Linked DNA regions of Mus musculus: region 2 is linked to region 1. A link is a contact called in public Hi-C data. All regions are on one chromosome and are shown on one strand. The core of a region is the stretch at or near the end of the contact, and the rest is flanking DNA. Distances in the headings are between cores, read along the strand shown. Region 1 has its middle 58 kb from the start of Dync1i2. Region 2 overlaps Hat1 (histone aminotransferase 1).

What was found. A called contact is a pair of places that touch in the nucleus more often than the background predicts.
Region 2: a Hi-C map of the G1E-ER4 cell line shows a contact between it and region 1, with 2.2 times the contacts expected there. The contact joins two enhancer-like sites. A contact is called at or near these places in 1 of 15 datasets of contacts at CTCF or cohesin (large pre-B cells), 10 of 484 Hi-C or Micro-C datasets (B cells, the G1E-ER4 cell line, bone marrow-derived macrophages and 4 more), 1 of 115 datasets of contacts at active chromatin or transcription factors (embryonic stem cells) and 4 of 9 other capture datasets (adipose tissue, embryonic trunk, liver and 1 more).

What each region holds. Positions count from the first base shown.
Region 1 is chr2:71,268,926-71,271,565 of GRCm38.p6, reverse strand. No RefSeq gene overlaps it. Among named protein-coding and RNA genes, the nearest start is that of Dync1i2, 58 kb to the right of the region's middle. Within about 2 kb of position 1,300, at least 8 of the 459 cell types and tissues checked have an H3K27ac peak or open chromatin away from gene starts, as enhancers often do. A contact at or near this core is called in the G1E-ER4 cell line, where this site is marked.
Region 2 is chr2:71,423,377-71,426,016 of GRCm38.p6, reverse strand. The region is part of intron 8 of Hat1 (histone aminotransferase 1); the gene reads right to left. Among named protein-coding and RNA genes, the nearest start is that of Metap1d, 29 kb to the left of the region's middle. Within about 2 kb of position 1,291, at least 4 of the 459 cell types and tissues checked have an H3K27ac peak or open chromatin away from gene starts, as enhancers often do. A contact at or near this core is called in the G1E-ER4 cell line, where this site is marked.

The sequences.
Region 1 (2,640 bases), core at 51-2,550:
GCAGTTTGGACCTCTCCTCGTGTCTCTGGCAATGTGGGGCAGACCTTTGTTTCTCTGATTGGCAGCCAGGCTTGCCAGCACTGTTTATTGAACGCCTGTCCTTTCCCAGCGGCTCTGGAGCATCATCGTTGTTGTTCACTAAGAATCAGCCTGGGCTTCACTGTCTCTGGGCTCCTTGCTGTAGGGCTCTCCTGTCTTAGATGCAGGTTCTCGCCCTACTCTGTTCATTTCTGTATCCAGTACAATGCACGCTCCTGATACACAGTGTGGTACTCGTCTCTCCTGTTGTTTGAGAGCTATGATTCTTCCTGGTTCTTCGCTCTTCTATGTATATTTTATCAGCTTATCAAAACCGTTTTAAAAGCACTGATAATTTAAACAGTAATGAATCTATAAGCTGCTTTGGAAGAATCTGTGTCATGATGGGGGCTTCTGATCCAGGAACATACTATATCTCTACTTAAATATTTTTCATGTCTTAATAAAAGTTTGTGCTCACCAAAGGAGTCGTGTACATCTCTTGTTATATGTGCTTTTAGGAAACTCATGCATTTGAATACTATAGATAATCTCTCTGTGTGTGCATGTGCATTTGTGTGTGTGCACATGCATGTGCATGCAGTGTTAGGGGTTCACTACAATATCTGTGCATGGTAGGCAAGCCCTTCTGCATTCAGTCACATTCCTAGCCCTTAGTGTTTGAGACAGGGTCTCACTGGTTAACCTGGGCTGGCCAGAGCTCTCACTCTTCTTGACTTAATTTCTGGGAATTGTTAAGTGGATGCCACCTTGCCCAGAACTGTGCCATCATGCTCAAGATACAACTCGCATTAGTGTACCAATCCTGGTCTCATCTTTCAGCCTTGCAGTCAATGGTTTTGTTTCCCACATCTGCCTTTCCTCCTTTTCTTTCCTTCCCTCTCCTCTCTCCCTCCCTTCCTCTCTTTCCTTTATTTTCTTCTCCTTCTTTCCTCCCTCCTCCTCCTTTTAGTGCTGAGTATTGAACCCAGGGACTTGACAAACTAAGGGAACATTCTGCCCCTGAGCTGCAGACACACTACCCTCTCTTCCTTTATGAACTTTTTGTAAAATATATATTTTATGGTATATCATTTAAACTTTGAGTTTTCAAGTTATCTCCTTAATGATTAGAGCTTATAATAAATACATTAATTTATAACAATCTTCTATTTCCAGTGAGATATATTTCAGTAAAATAAAAGTCATTCTTCTAAGACAGTTGTCCCCACCCCCATTCCCGTGCTCTGTGCTTATCTGTAGTCATGACTCCACCCTTCACATCACTGTGCCTTGAAGTTATATTTTACATCTACTGAAGAAAACATGCACTGAGTCTTTAGTCTTCCCCTCAGGTTTTCCCGTCGTCCTCTCTCGTGACTATGAGCCCCTCTATGCCATTTTTCAGACAGCATTTCCTTTAGCAATTGAAAAGCAGGATGGCTACCAATGTATATTTCCAGTCATTATTCTGCCATGCAATTTCCTCTTGGGTTTTGGAAGATGACTTTGCTAGATATAAAACTCTTGGTAGACAGGCTTTTTCTGAAAACATTTGGAATGTAGTCCTGTTTCTGATACTGTTTTAAATACTAAGCCAATTGTTAATTGTATCCTGATTTTTCTCTGTGTTTTAAGTATGACTCTTATATGATATCTTTTTTAAATATGACTCTCTTTTAAATATGATCTCTTGTCTTTTTCTTCTTCTCATTCAGTGCTTGACAGTTTCTGGAAGTCTCTAGTATTTTTCCTTGTTCCATCAATTCTTCAGATTTCGAGGACTTCAGTTCTTGGATTATGATTCAAAATAAAAATTAACTTAGATTTAGGAAATATTGATCAATGTCTATGACATTTCTTCTTGCTCCTGATATTATATTTGTGCCTTTTGACTCAAGAGACTGTCCAAATGTTTCTATAGCAGCAATCCTCCTGCTTCAGCTTCAACTTCTAAACACTGGGAGTACAGGCATGCTTCACCACCCTGGTCCTTATCACCCTCATACAGAGACGCTACAGCAGTGGTTCTCAGCCTGTGGGTTGTGACCCCTTTGGGGGCTGGATGACCCTTTCACAGGAGTCACCTAAGACCATCAGAAAACAGATACTTACACTGTGATTCATAACAGTAGCAAAATTACAGTTAGGAAGTAGCAACAAAAACAATTTTATGGCTGGGGGTCACCATAGCATGGCAAACATTTTTATTAATGGGCTGCAGCATTAGGAAGGTTGAGAATGCCTGCTTTATGGCCTTTTAAACAGGTTCATGCAGACAGGCTTATGTGAGGAAGTCGTGGCAATGTGCCTGTAATTCCAACTGCTCAGGATGCTCAGGCAACAAGTATCAAGACTTGAAGCACAGCACAGGCAACAGAATTCTAGCTTCCCATCCCAAAATAAAACAAAGAAAGTTTTGCCTCCGGAAAATGCAGTCCTCCAGATCTATCGACCTTTCGTGTACTGACAAATTCGTGACTTACAGTCAGACACTGATGGAATGGAACCCATTAATAAAGGCCTGGTCACGGTAGCAAGATTTTTGCCAATTTTATCATAGCTTCACCTATCAACATGACATACTTGGGAGGGAGCCTCAGCAGAAGAACTTCCTCTCTT
Region 2 (2,640 bases), core at 42-2,541, 150 kb before region 1:
TCTGAGTTTGAGGCCAGCCTGGTCTACAGAGTGAGTTCCAGGACAGCCAGGGCTACACAGAGAAACCCTGTCTCAAAAAACAAAAACAAACAAACAAACAAAATTGCTTGTATATAAATCTATAGATATATGTAAGGTCAGCTTATAGCATTAAGTATTCTATCATGTTTATTTAAAAGTCTCTGTATAATTAGATACATTATTAAAAATATTTTAAAGAAAAAGATGAGATAATTCAAACCAACTAAGTATATAAAAATTAACAATATTTTTAAAAATCTATATAACATGATTTCAGAACAAGGGGCTTTAAAGGACAAATATATTAGTTGTTAATATACTATTGGTAGATTAATTAATAATGCTGATATATATATGTATATTCTAGCCAGAATCAATTTCTACTGTACAATGAAACAAAATTGTTGACTCTATGTTCTGAGAAGTATTCAAATGTTATATGTCTAGAATCTGACAGGCTCAAGAAGAAAAGTACATATAATAAGGCACTGTCTGTCAATAAATCTTAAGCTTAAAAAAAAAAAAAGGAAATGGATTGAAGTTTAATACCAAACATGTACCCACTGAGATTAGAACCTAAGCTACCGATGAAGTATTAACTATAATTATTTCTGCCTGTATGTAAGGAAGCAAAGGCCACCTCAATTTTAACAGCCATGATTTCAAAAGGAGACCCAAAGCTTGCAGAAGAGCCATTAGGTTGATACATATAAAATAATGGAGAAATAGACAACCAAAAAACTAAAAGTACAAAATCCAGTAAGATTTTTCTTTTTTTAAATGCTTTTAAAGACTGGGTATGAAAGCTAAGAGAAATATATTAATGAGAGCAGCTAATGAAGCATTTTTAGCATTTTGCTATGCCAAGAAACGTGAATGCTGAAAATAAAGGTCGATCCTCAGTTGTCAAATTCAGACGTCCTTTTAGCATGTTTAGCCTTTTCTCTTTCAAGACTTCAGTTTCTAATGAATCATAGCAATGAATAAAGGGTACTATTATTAATGACTCTTCACTGAGATTTAAGAAAGAAAATTCTTTATCTGCTAATTGGTGCTAAGTATCAAGGACTTTATTGGCTAGAATAGACAGAAAGAAGTAGTTAAGAGGCTTCAGAGAAACAACCCTGCTGGCACATTACCCACTACAGCAGACAAAGACTACTTACGTGAACTCCAGATTAAAACCACCAAAAATGTCCCCTCACATAGCACCAAGCCCAAGCCGTCAGTGAACAGAGGCTGGCAACTTTGGCTCAGCTCAAAGCAGTGATGTAGCTGACTGTGTTGTCTTGATAAGCATACAGGTCACAAAAAGTAGTGAAAGTGTCTGTCTATTTTCAACCAACTGCTGATAGAAAGTAAGTGAGTAACGCCTTATCTCTTAAGTTTCAACCCGTTTTAACAGCAGTGAGTCAGAGAGAAAGGTAATTCAACACTATAAAAGTGGGATTCCCTTTCCTTACTAAAACAGCTCAGTGGTAGAATGTTTGCCTAGCATGCCCAAGGCCCCAGGTATGATTCTCAGCACAGCACAAGCAAAACCCAAAACCCCAACATGCTTTTCCTCTAGCGTATTAAAGCATTTAAATGGCACCCATGCACTACTTCTCATGCAAAGCAGAATTCTCTACACCATAGTGGCGGAAAGACATGTCTTTTTTTTTTTTTTGGCTTTTCAAGACAGGGTTTCTCTGTGTGGCCTTGGCTGTCTTGGAACTCACTTTGTAGACCAGGCTGACCTCAAACACAGAGATCCACCTGGCTCTGACTTCAGAGTGTTGGGATTAAAGGTGTATGTCACTACCTCCCAGCTGGTAAGTAGTTCTTAATAAAAGACAATTCACTATTCTGGAAGCTCTATTTTTTTTTCTTCTTGGGCAAATAAAATCAGCATACTATACGAAAAAGAAAATCTGCTCATCAGTGTATTTTACAAGCTTGTCATCCCATTGTCAGTAACGTTTTGTGGTCATTTCTTTAAATAATTTGATAAAATTCTAAAAAAGATCATTTTTAAAACAAATCAAGTTTAGTACATATTAAATATTAATTTTAGAAACAAACTACATCTAAGCCAGCTGTGATGGTACAAGTGTTTTGAATCTCAGCACTTGAGGCTGAGGTAGGAGGCTCTCAAATTCAAGGCCCACCTAGCTTACATGATAAGCTGCAGGACAGTCTGGGTAATAAAGCAATCAGCTCAAATAATCCAAAATAGATATTCAAATTCTTTTCTTTACTTATTTTGAGACATCGGGGATCAGATCATCCAGGCCTCCGCATGCATCTTAGCCAAGTGCATTATACCGTTGAACTCTACAGCACCCCAGCTCCACAGTCAAGCCTTTGTAAAATAAATCTTAATATCTAACTTGGATGTATCTTGTACAGAGTGAGCAGCTTTAGCTGAAATGGGTAGGACCAAAAATGTTTCAAATTTTCGAGGCTTATTTCATTAATGTTGTTTTGGAGTATTTTTATATACTTATCACTTGGAATCCTTAATTTAAATCTAAAATGCTTAAGAAATCTGAAATTTTAGTATCATGTTGGCACTCAAAAAATCTTGAATTTTGAATTTAAAAACCAAACAAACATCTTGGGAGGAAGGCACTGGAG